Regions from separate parts of the Rattus norvegicus genome. Here region 2 is linked to region 1. A link is a contact called in public Hi-C data. All regions are on one chromosome and are shown on one strand. The core of a region is the stretch at or near the end of the contact, and the rest is flanking DNA. Distances in the headings are between cores, read along the strand shown.

Region 1 (5,300 bases), core at 1,783-4,282:
CACATCTTGTGTTGGTTGTCGTTCAGCCTGTTTGTTTTCCTTTGGTTTTGCTTACATTGCCCTGTGATAAAAATTTCTTCCTGCCTGTTTTGTTAAAAATCCCATTAACCATTTTTAAGATTCACAGATTACTTTTTCTACATGGCTAATTCTGAACTTCATTTTTTTCCCCATAGAGCTGAGAAGACAGAAGTCCTCAGTGAAGATCTGCTACAGGTAACAAAATACATTTTCCCCCTGACTAAGGATCCCATCCCAATCTCCATGCATGCTGGGCATGTGCTCTATGACAGGGCCTTACTGTATTGTCCAGGCTGGCCTCAAACTCATTCTGTAGTCCTTCCAAACCTTGAACTCAACAGTCCTACTGCTTTAGCCTCCCCTGAGTTGGAATTGTGTACCTGTGCCTCTCATGTCTTAAAATAATTTCTTTAAAGATGTGGAGTGAAAACAAATGATTTAAGTCTGGGGCTGGTGGCAACTCTGGTAAAGCGCCATCTACCATACACACACAAGCCCTGGGTTCAGACCCCAGCACCAGAGACCACTAAGGGCAGACATGGGCCCTGGGGTGAAACAGACACAGGAGACTTGGAGCTTGTGAGCCATTTCACTTCCTCTTTCCTGGGTGGAACAGCATAACTGAATTAGCATGGGTTTTTGTGGGGAAAGAGACGCATGGAGTGGGGTTGTGAAAGGAAGGGGATCTGAAACTTTCTGTCATGTTATGGAGTACAGATGGTGCTACTCTTGCTCTCAAGTGCCAGGTGTTGGGATGGGTAGGGCCCGGTCACAGACTCGGGGCAGGCTAGCACTCTGATACACTGCTGGGATACTGCCCTTGAGACTGCAGGACAGGTCCTGCCCATTGCTTAGAAGCCCCAGTGGCTCCAACCTAAAGCTCTCTCTCCTGCTCATGCTCTTTCTTCACAACTCTGGCCTGCTTGGGTCTTTAGAAGCTTAGGCCATAGTAACATAGCAGATGTACCACAGCCAACCAGAGGCCTGGGACACTCTGTGTCCTCACTTCAGACCTTCCTTCCGTTTCCTGCCAGGACACTTTGGCCAGGGCTACTCTGTTCATCTGTCAAGACGTTTCCCTGACTTTGGTCTTGGAGAAGACAGTGGAGCCTTTATATGTTTCATTTCTGTTCACATCTCCACCCACTGCAAAAGGCTGAGGGAGGGTGAAGCCCAGCTGCATGGAGTCTTTGTTAAGCAGTATGTCCTGCCTGCCTGCCTTGTGCTTCCTTAACCTATACAGCAGTCTGGCTAATGAAGTGTGGCTCTGAAGACCAAGAGTTTGGCCCTACGAGTCTATCCATTCCTTCCTGTGGAGAAAGGAGCTGGCATAAGTCAGAAAAGAGTTTCCCTCCATCATAGCCTGTCAAACATCCTGAATTGTGTCAGCCACCTGCACTGACAGATTCATTCTAGATATCCTCATACTAACAGTACAGTGTTGGAATTTAGCTTGCACACATCCTTTTGATAACATCTTTATTTGTTTATTTGCTTACTGTTGTGCTGAAAACCACAGGCCTTTGCACAAAGTAGGAAAGTGGTCTGCCCCGAGCATCAGTCCAGCCTCATCTCTTCTTGGTTATTTGCAGTGCCCAACTCGATGTTTGTGCTGTGTGCATAGTCCTCATGCTGGGCTGTTTAGGGAACAGCAATGAGAACTCTGCACATGGTCTTACAGAAGTTTTCTTTTGAAGGTTTTTGGTCCATGGTTGGCTAAATGTTACAGATGTCCAAATCCATCCATGGATCTGGGGACTGGGTCTGGGGGTTGTTTTGGGTTTTGGTTCTAGTGCTGGGGATTGAACCAAGAGCAATCTAAGATCTCTTCTGCTTTGAGCCACACCTACAGTCTAGTATTTTTTTTTAAAAAAACTTTTTTTTTTAAAGGTAGGCAGATTCTAAGTTCAAGGCCAGCCTACAAAACAAAGATCTGTGTACATTCTTGGCCCTTGTTAGTTCAGGGCACTTGTTTAAGTCCACTTCCTTCCTGAAGTGCTGTTTGTGCACTTTAGCTCCAGCTCGGTTTTCATGTTTTCGTGCTGTCTTGCCACAGTACTTACATCATCACATTTAACCCTTGATGTTCTGAGGCGAGACCCTTGTAGTTGGAGAAGAGCTGTCTTCATTGTCTGTGGGGTGTGAAAGCTTTGTCCCCTCTGGAATACCCTACTTTGATAATACAGACCTTTCTTTGCTGTCTTCATAACTGCCACAGGTATTTACACAATCAATCAATCTCTCTCTCTCTCTCTCTCTCTCTCTCTCTCTCTCTCTTCTGCTGTTTTTAACTTGAAGGAAAAGAACAACAACAACAAAACCCTCCAAAATAGTAGGTTCTGGTGCTAACTCTACTGCCAGGGCTGACCCTGTGGCCTAGGATTAAGTTAATCCCCCAGTGCCTCAGTTTCCACTAGACTCCAGTGAAGTTGCTGGCATTTTCTGCCCCATGGGGAGAGACTAATGAAGGCGGGCTAATGAGGGAATGGACAAAATTGTGGTGCATCTTGACAATGGAGCCTGAGAGACAGGTTTGTTTCAAGCTGCTCTGATCACCACTACAGGCCACCAGGTTTGTGTTGCTGGCCTGTCTCTGAGGTGACACTACCTTCTCTGATCTCTTTCTGCCAGAGCTGCCTTTTATTTTAATGGCATAGTGTTGCACCAGGAGACTGTGAACTGCAGCAGATGGAGACCAGAATGTCTTCTCTGTTGCTTTTCTAATATCTGGCACAGAAGAGTACTCAGTACTTGTCTAACATAGTCAAGAGACCTGTGGCAGATAGTGAGCCAGGCCCTTGGGGGACCAGTGAACCAGACAGACAGGGCTCTTGCCCTCATGGAGTTGGTGTGTTGATGAGAAGTTCCGGGATTCTGGGTGTCATTTGCTCTTAAGGCATCCAGAGACTGTTAGTTTTCTAATGCTCTGCCATGTGGCCACTGTAGATGGGGTGCTATGGCATGTGCTCCTGAGTGTCAGCCTGCCTGCGGGTCATAGTCTGGTGACTGGGGTGTGGGTCTGAAGAGACGCTCCCTGTGTCCAGGTACCTTTGAGAAACAGGCACAAAGCAACTAGGGGCCACAACGCATTCTGTTTTGATTTTGCTGATTTCTCATTAAAATGGAAAGCATCCCTGAGGACTGGCTCTCACTCTGCATGAGTCATCAGAACTCACATTTTTGGCATTCCTTCCTGTAACAAGCAGCCCTCTTTGCCATAAACAGCTATATTCCAGCAGTCTTATTTTGAGAGGCTATTCAGGATGTGTGGGTTCCTAGGCCAGTGTTCCCTACTGCTAGGTATCCATTTTGCTGTGGGGGCCTCATTAAAAGAGAAACAAAAACCTACCCCAAACTTAATATGGAAGAAGGTTTTTATACTGATTCTGTTTTGGCTGTGCCACCTGGATTTTGGGTCTATTGCCCTGTGTGTGGAAGACCCAATTATCTGTGCTTCTGCTGTCCCTATTGACTTGTCCCCCGTGGCAGTAGGTAGGAGTTGGTTTGATTGGACTAGAGCTTTGCTGGTGCTCTAACTGCCACTACTTGGCCTCATAAATGTAGACACAATTGTCCCTTAACCTAAACAGATTCAGCTTTGGAGGCTAGCTGTGTGCTTTCCTGGAGATGACATCTTGGGGCGTGGGGTGCTACTTACATCTAGTACGTAGAGGCCAGAGATGCCACTAAACACACACCACAGTGTACAGGACAACCTCCTGCAACCCAGGACCATTGTGTGTCAGCAGTAAGAACTGTGGTATGAATAGGAGCTGTCTGTCAACACCCAAGAGCTGAGAATTTTCATTGCAGCTTGCTTTTCCTACCTCCATGCACACACCACACATGGAGAAAGCTGAATTTCTTTCTAAGGCCTGAAAATTGCTCTTTTGTCTCTGCGTTGACAGATTGAACGTCGACTGGACACTGTGCGGTCAATGTGCCACCATTCACATAAGCGTTTGATAGCCTGCTTCCAAGGTCAGCATGGCACCGATGCTGAGAGGAGACATGTGAGTATCAGATTCGCCTCAGAGCCATATTACAGCGGCAGTTCAGTAGCACGTCATGAAGCTAGTTAGGGTTGCTGCTTTGATAATCACCAGACACCGAAGAAGGACGGGCTAGTATGCAAATAACTGTGTCACCCTTTGAGTTTCCCACAGTTAATTACAGGTACCTGACCACAAAGTTCTCCCTCTATTTTGTAATAGTTAGGATTCTGCAGTTGTGTAAATCTAGTGGGCATTTGCATACACCTGTGTGTCCTGGAATGCTTGCTTTGGTCTGTCCCTCAGAGACAGATGTCATTGGTTCTGTCCCCACTGTTCTTGTTCTAGCCCGGCTTCTGCTCTGCTGACCTTTCACCTTTATCTCGGTCCTCCTGTAGCTGTCTTGCTGGTTAGCCCTGTGTTTCTCATTGTGGGTGTCTTTAAAATTCCTCACCCCTGCCTCATCCCTCCCTTCTCCTCAAGGTGAGACCTGCTTATCATAAATACCTGAGCTGTCTGAGCTGTCATCTTGTTTCCTTTCTGAACCACATTTCCTGTCTCTAAGTTTCCATCCTTTCTAGTCAGTTTTCCGTCTGTTTGTCAGAGTCATTGCCAAAGTGGGAAACTGCATATTCTGTGGTGCTGCTGGCAGAGCTGGACACCAGAGGTGCCCCAAAAGCTGATGGGACCTCTTAAGGGGCTCTGCTGGTTGCCAGGGCCTGGAATACACTTAGCATGATTTAAACTCTTTGTATTCCAATCCCTTTTTGCCTCAGCAGGGTTCTTTGTTCCTTCCTCTCATTCCCACTGGGTCCAGCCACATAATACCCAATGGTCCCTAAATATAATACTGGCAGCCATGTCCTGTTGTTTTTGATGTCTGCTTTGAGATAAACTGCCACACCTCTTCATTAAAAACAAACTGAATTTTTATCAAATACCTACTGTGCTTGAGCGCTCGAGATATAAGAGTGCTTGTGTCCTGGTTGTGTGAGGGGTGCCACTAGTGGATAATTATAAAATGGCATGGTGAATAAAACATGCATAGGGTGGGCTGTGAGAACAGAGAGCAAAGTCAGGTGGGCTTCCTGAGGGCTCAGTGCCTGACCTGTAGACTGGAGAGTGGCTGGTGGAGGGAACGTGCCAGCAGTAGGAGCAAGGAGCTTCATCCTAGTTTCTGCAATGTTTGATGACTTAGATTTCCCCTAAAACCTCAAGCAAATGTGCCAAAGAAAAGACTCTGAGGAGAGACATGACAGTGTTGCCATGACAGTGTTGAGAACGATT
Region 2 (5,300 bases), core at 1,490-3,989, 42 kb before region 1:
ATTTGGGGGCTTGACTCTACTTTTTGTAGGTATGCCAGTTGGAAAAATTAAATGCCCCCCCCCTCTGTGTGTGTGTGTGTGTGTGTGTGTGTGTGTGTGTGTGTGTGTGTAGGTGCACATGTGCCACTGTGGTCAGAGAATAACTTGCTGCAGTCAGTTTTCTGCTTCTACCGTGTGGGTCCCAGAGAGAGAATTCAGTTGGTGAAGGTTGGTAGCAACCACTTTTCCTTGACAGGCCATCTCTTGTGCTCTCTAGATCGGTGTTTAGCACGGTCTGAGGTTTAGAGATTGGTGACTTCAATTCCTGAGCCACTTGGCTGAAGCATGATTTCTAACTCTTCTGCCTTTGGTTCAGAGTCACGGAGGTTTTCCGGATGCCTGTGGTTGACAACTGAATTCGATGGTTGACAGTTCCCTGGTTTCTGTTCCGTTTAAGTTCTTTATGTTGCTAGATTTCATTTTCCACCTACTAGCTCTTCCTTCTACATAGCCAAGTCTGAGCAACACTCCTCAAGGATGGGCTTTAGACACATGTCTTAAAACTTTCTCTGTCCATGTTGTGACCAAATTGACATTAAAATCCACGTCATCCACTTGGAAAGCTAATGTATAATTGGTACCACAACTGAATGAAGTTTGTACAGTGCTCCCCAATATAACAACATCTGTTTTGCATTGTTTTTTACTGCTCTCCGTAGCCTGGACTGACCTGGAATTTGTGATCCTTCTGGGTCAGCCTCTGAGTAGCTAGGTTTCAGGCCTATGTCACCACTGTCTAGTTTCATGGTAGCATCTAAATGTAGTGACTCAATGGCTGACTCAGATTGAGCAAATGGTTTTGAAGTCCTGTTTGTCTTGCTTCAATAAATCTTGTCGGATGGGGGTGCCACAAGCCTGTAATTCTAGGATTTGGCCACTGGAGGCAGGAGGATCAGAAATTTAAGGCCATCCTTTAAGGCCTACATAAGACTCCTCGGAAAAACCCAAACGAAACAAAAACAAAACAAAGCCTTATTTCAACACTTCCTGTTGTAATTAATGTTGATGACTTGCAGTTTTCTGCCTGACTCGAGGCTCCCCACTTGAGTTGTAATCGTTACAGATTTTTAAGCTTCTTGTTCTTTGAGCTTAAGATGTCCCTTGCATTAGTTTCTTTGCTCTCTGTTGTAAGGAAATGCAGGACCAGAAGCAAGTGAGGGACGAGGGACGAAAGGTTTAGTCCAGCTTTCAGTTGGAGGGAGGGATGGGGAAGGCACTGCAATAGGCATTATGGAGCCTGCCCACAGCGAGACCACATTGCCTCCACATTCAGAAAGCAGAAGGAGATGAAAGCTCCCAGCTCAGCTAGTTTTCTGTGGTCTGGGGCCACCACGGAATGAATGCTGTGGCCCACATTTAGGGTGGGCCTTCCCATATCAATGAACCCAAGGTAGATAATACTTCACAGACAGACACAGAGATTTGTTTCTAAGGTGACTCTAGATCCTGTCAAGTTGACACTTTAAACCATCACACAGACTGTGAAGGATGCCATAGCCCACTGGACACGGGGAGTGTTATGTATATGGAGCCAAGGCTGCCAAGTCAGGAGAGCATGGCTGAAAGTTATAAAACTAGCTTGGTTCAATTGGAAGAAAGGGTTCAGCAAAACAGAAATGGTCCCACTGAGTTTCCCAGCTCCACTGTACCTGCAGGGCAGGGCGGGGAATCAGAACCTTGTCATTTAAGGCAGCAGGAACTCAGAGACCCATCAGTGCAGGGGCCTAGCGAAGGCCAGTTTCCTTTGGCTGCCGGACACGGGTGTATACTCCATAGGTGGCCCTCATCTGATTGACCCTACTCTTTTAGCCTTTCCCTGCTAAAAGGAGTCGCAGGCCTCCATGACACTCACTCTCCTGATACTTTGCTCTTTGGGTAGGAAAGAGGGCAAGGGGTTCAGGTATTGAGGGCGTGGAGCTGGTTCACCCTGTAGATCTGCTTCAGCTCACTCCTGCCCAACTAGGATATACCCTGGTCAGACGCACCGCTCTAGGTTAGGTCCACTCGGCTCAGCTTAACCTCAGTTCGTTTCAGTTCTCCCTTGCTTGACTAGGCATCCTATTCGGTTAGGCTTGGCCGGACTCTCCTCCCCCTCATAACTCCCTTCCCCTGCTGGCTGGACTCCCCGGTCCGGCTGGGCAAGGCCCCATCTCTGCGTTCCGCCTTGCCGGACCGGGCCAAGATCTGAGAGGCTCACTCGCGTTCTAATTGTCACCACTAGAGTAGGTAGCTAAGTTTGGCTCTGCTCTGCCCATCCTGTTCGGCTCTAATTCAGAACCGCCGGGTCTCTTCTCCGCTCTAGCTCTCAAAGCCACGCTCATTCGTCTCCTATTGGCTCAACTCCACCCCTTGCTCACCGATTGGTTCGGCTCCACCCCTAACTTTGCCTAGCTCTACCCCGTCCTGCTCTGCCTGACTTCTCTGGTTTCGGCCGGTGTTGGCCAGCTCGGCTACACCTATCTGGTTTCGGCCCTGTTCGGTTAGGCTCCACCCACCTCGGCGCGGCCTCCCTGGTCCCCGCCCTGATCGTCTTAACTCCACCCATTTTTGGTCTGTCCGCACCTGTTCCACCTCTCTAGTTTCGGCCTCTTTCGGCTCGGCTCGGCCCCACTCGTGTTAGGGGCGGGTGGCGGGGCTGGAAGTGACGCGCGAGGGCGGGGTCGAATTGTAGCCTCCGTCACCGCCTCCGGGGCCGGGAAGCGATGTAGGTAGGACCCGCCAGACGGTCCCCAGCTCTCCTCGTCCCGAGCCCCGCGGCCTGCCGCTGCCGCCACCGCCGCCGCCATGAAGAAGCAATTCAACCGCATGAAGCAGCTGGCCAACCAGACTGTCGGCAGGCGAGTGCGCGGGGCGCGCTGGCGGGAGACGCGCGGGGGGGCGGGCCGGTCCCGCGCGCGAGGAGCCGGGGAGCGGGGAGAGCCGGGCGCGGCCCGGCCTGGGCCCCGTGGGGCGGGGGTCTGCGCCCTGTTGAGGTTTGGGCGCTGCCCATTGTCCTGCCCCGAGGAGCATCGCCCTTAGGAGACCCACGCGAGTCTTCACTCCTCCCTGTCCCCGCCAGCCGGAGCTCGCTGCCTGGTGTGAAAACTCCGTAAACTTGTGTGCCTCACGCAGTGCCAGGCGCTCAGCTTTGGGACTGGTGTTCTCAGGCTCTCCCCGCCGACCCGCTGTTGCAGCCTCCCCCCCCCCCCCCCCCCCCGGGAAGAGCTTGCTGGTCACTAGGAATCCAAAGGGTGTTAGTCGAGTGTGGCTTGCCCAGTTAAGTTCAGCCTCCCTCCCCTCTGTGAAGGAATCGAGAAGTGCAGTCTCAAAATCCAGGCTTTGGGGAATTTGCCGCGAGTTCTTGAGGTCTGGTAGGTTTTGGAAAGAGAAAAGGATGCCTTTTCTCACCTGGGATGTGGTATTTTTGTGAGACTGCGTGAGTGCTTGACAAGAAACTGATATTTTTAATGATAGAATACAGGAGGGACAGTAGATAAGAAGTAGGCTGTAGATCAGGAATGATTGCGGTTTTTAGAGCTTTCAGGAGGCTGTTGTCATGTGCTGTGCTATCTGGAACAAATATTTCAAGGTCTGCAGGGCAGATAGCTGTGCTGAACCAATTTGCTGTTTATTCTGCACAGAGAGAGATGGATTTTTCACAGCTCTCGCTCTTTCCCTCCTCCCCTAGCAGTTAAGGGGAGCTTGGTTTGGTTGAAGCACGTGAGACACTTCTTTTTTTATGTGTAGGAAAATACTTTTACTTCCTCTTGGGTGTTCTAAATTTGCTTTTTGCAATGTTTCATTTCCCTCAACTTTTTGCTAAGTTTTGTTAGTGAGTTTCTAAAAAAAAAAAGAAAGAAAAGAAAAAGAAAAAAAGAAAAAAACAAACAAAAAACCCTCTCCATCGCATAATCTTAGTATCATTTATCCAGACTCAGTCCCTGCCCCATAAACCCAGAAATGCCTAGTTTTTGTTGCTTGTAGAATTAGAGAAAGTGAAGGATCAAGGCAAGTAGTCCTAATGGCTTGAACAAGAAATATTATGAGAAGTGATTATTTCTTATGAGTCTTGTACTCCTTTCAGAGTTCTTAGTAGTATGCATGGCAGAATCAAAACTTGGTGGATACCACAATGTCTTCATTATTTATTTATCAGGTTTTGTATTGTGTGGGGCAAGGGAAAGTTGCTGGTTTTATGCAAAGTTCTGAGAGCTTTCTGTCTTGAAAACTAGGGTTTTGTGGCCCCTGCTTCTCCTTAGCCTCTCTGCCTAGTTTTATATTCTGGCCATACTTGCCCACTTTCGGTTTCCATGGGAGGCCTATGTTTCTTACATGTTATCCTCTTCCTGGAATCCCCCGAAGCTTCTCTTACCACACCTAACTGATAGATAACCTCTCTCATTCTTCACCTCACTCGGTCTCTGTGCCCTTAGAAGATCCTTGCTGTCTCAGATGGGCATCATCTCCTTTCTATCATCAAACTGCCTCTTTACCTGCTTGTGTTGGCTAGATGAGCACCCTGAAAGTCAGAGTCTTTCCTATGTGTCTTTGTTTCCCAGGGTCGGTGACTCCCATCCCACAACAGATGACCTGTCAAAATTGTTAATTCCAGGATTCTAGCTGGTACTACATGGCCTGGTGCTGCAGGATTAAGTTTGGGAAAATATGAACAGGATAGAGTGGTAGTGATTCATACTGGGACAGTAATTCTGGTCCTGACCTTTGACTCTGTTTGAAAGTCTTTATTGCTAGATGCCAGGGGAAGCTGCAGCTATTACAGAGCTGTAAGGGTGTGGCAGCCATGAGACTAAAGTCAGAACATCTGTTTTTACTGGGGAGAAAACCTGTTGTTCTCTTGTTGTTGATTTCCTAGATAACCTCCCCCCAATCCCGTGTGTGTGTGTGTGTGTGTGTGTGTGTGTGTGTGTGTGTGTGTGTGTGTGTGTTCTCTCTAAATGACCATAAGGGTTTAGGAAGAAAAATGGAGGACAGAACTGAGAATAATTCAGTGAGCCAGATGGTTGGTATGCATCAGAAGGAGTATTTGGATAAAGATGAATGCTTTTCTAGCACAGATTTCTCCCAGCTGTGATCTGGATAGAGAAGGAGTTTATATATGTGAACGTCCACCGTTATCAGTTTGTGGAGCTCCAGGTGCTATCTTGCAGTGAGGAATTTCTGTAGGATGGAATGCTCGTGAGTAACAACTCCACTGAGAAGTTTCATGGGACTGGCATGGATTAGCAATGCCTAGAAAGAATGAGCTACCATGATGCAATTAT

Evidence for each region. Hi-C and Micro-C count contacts between places; a contact is called where the count stands out from the background.
Region 2: a contact with region 1 is called in a Hi-C map of prefrontal cortex, with 2.4 times the contacts expected there. The contact joins the promoter of Arhgap17 here to the enhancer-like site in region 1. A contact is called at or near these places in 7 of 12 Hi-C or Micro-C datasets (the A7r5 cell line, frontal cortex, kidney and 3 more).

The regions. Positions count from the first base shown.
Region 1 is chr1:187,283,708-187,289,007 of GRCr8, reverse strand. It overlaps Arhgap17 (Rho GTPase activating protein 17), which reads left to right. Exons shown (of 21, transcript NM_001270693.1): 2 at 177-216; 3 at 3,930-4,034. Among named protein-coding and RNA genes, the nearest start is that of Arhgap17, 42 kb to the left of the region's middle. Within about 2 kb of position 3,032, at least 28 of the 93 cell types and tissues checked have an H3K27ac peak or open chromatin away from gene starts, as enhancers often do. A contact at or near this core is called in the A7r5 cell line and prefrontal cortex, where this site is marked.
Region 2 is chr1:187,325,375-187,330,674 of GRCr8, reverse strand. Arhgap17 (Rho GTPase activating protein 17) reads left to right here and starts at 2,739. Exons shown (of 21, transcript NM_001270693.1): 1 at 2,739-2,876. The coding sequence starts at 2,824.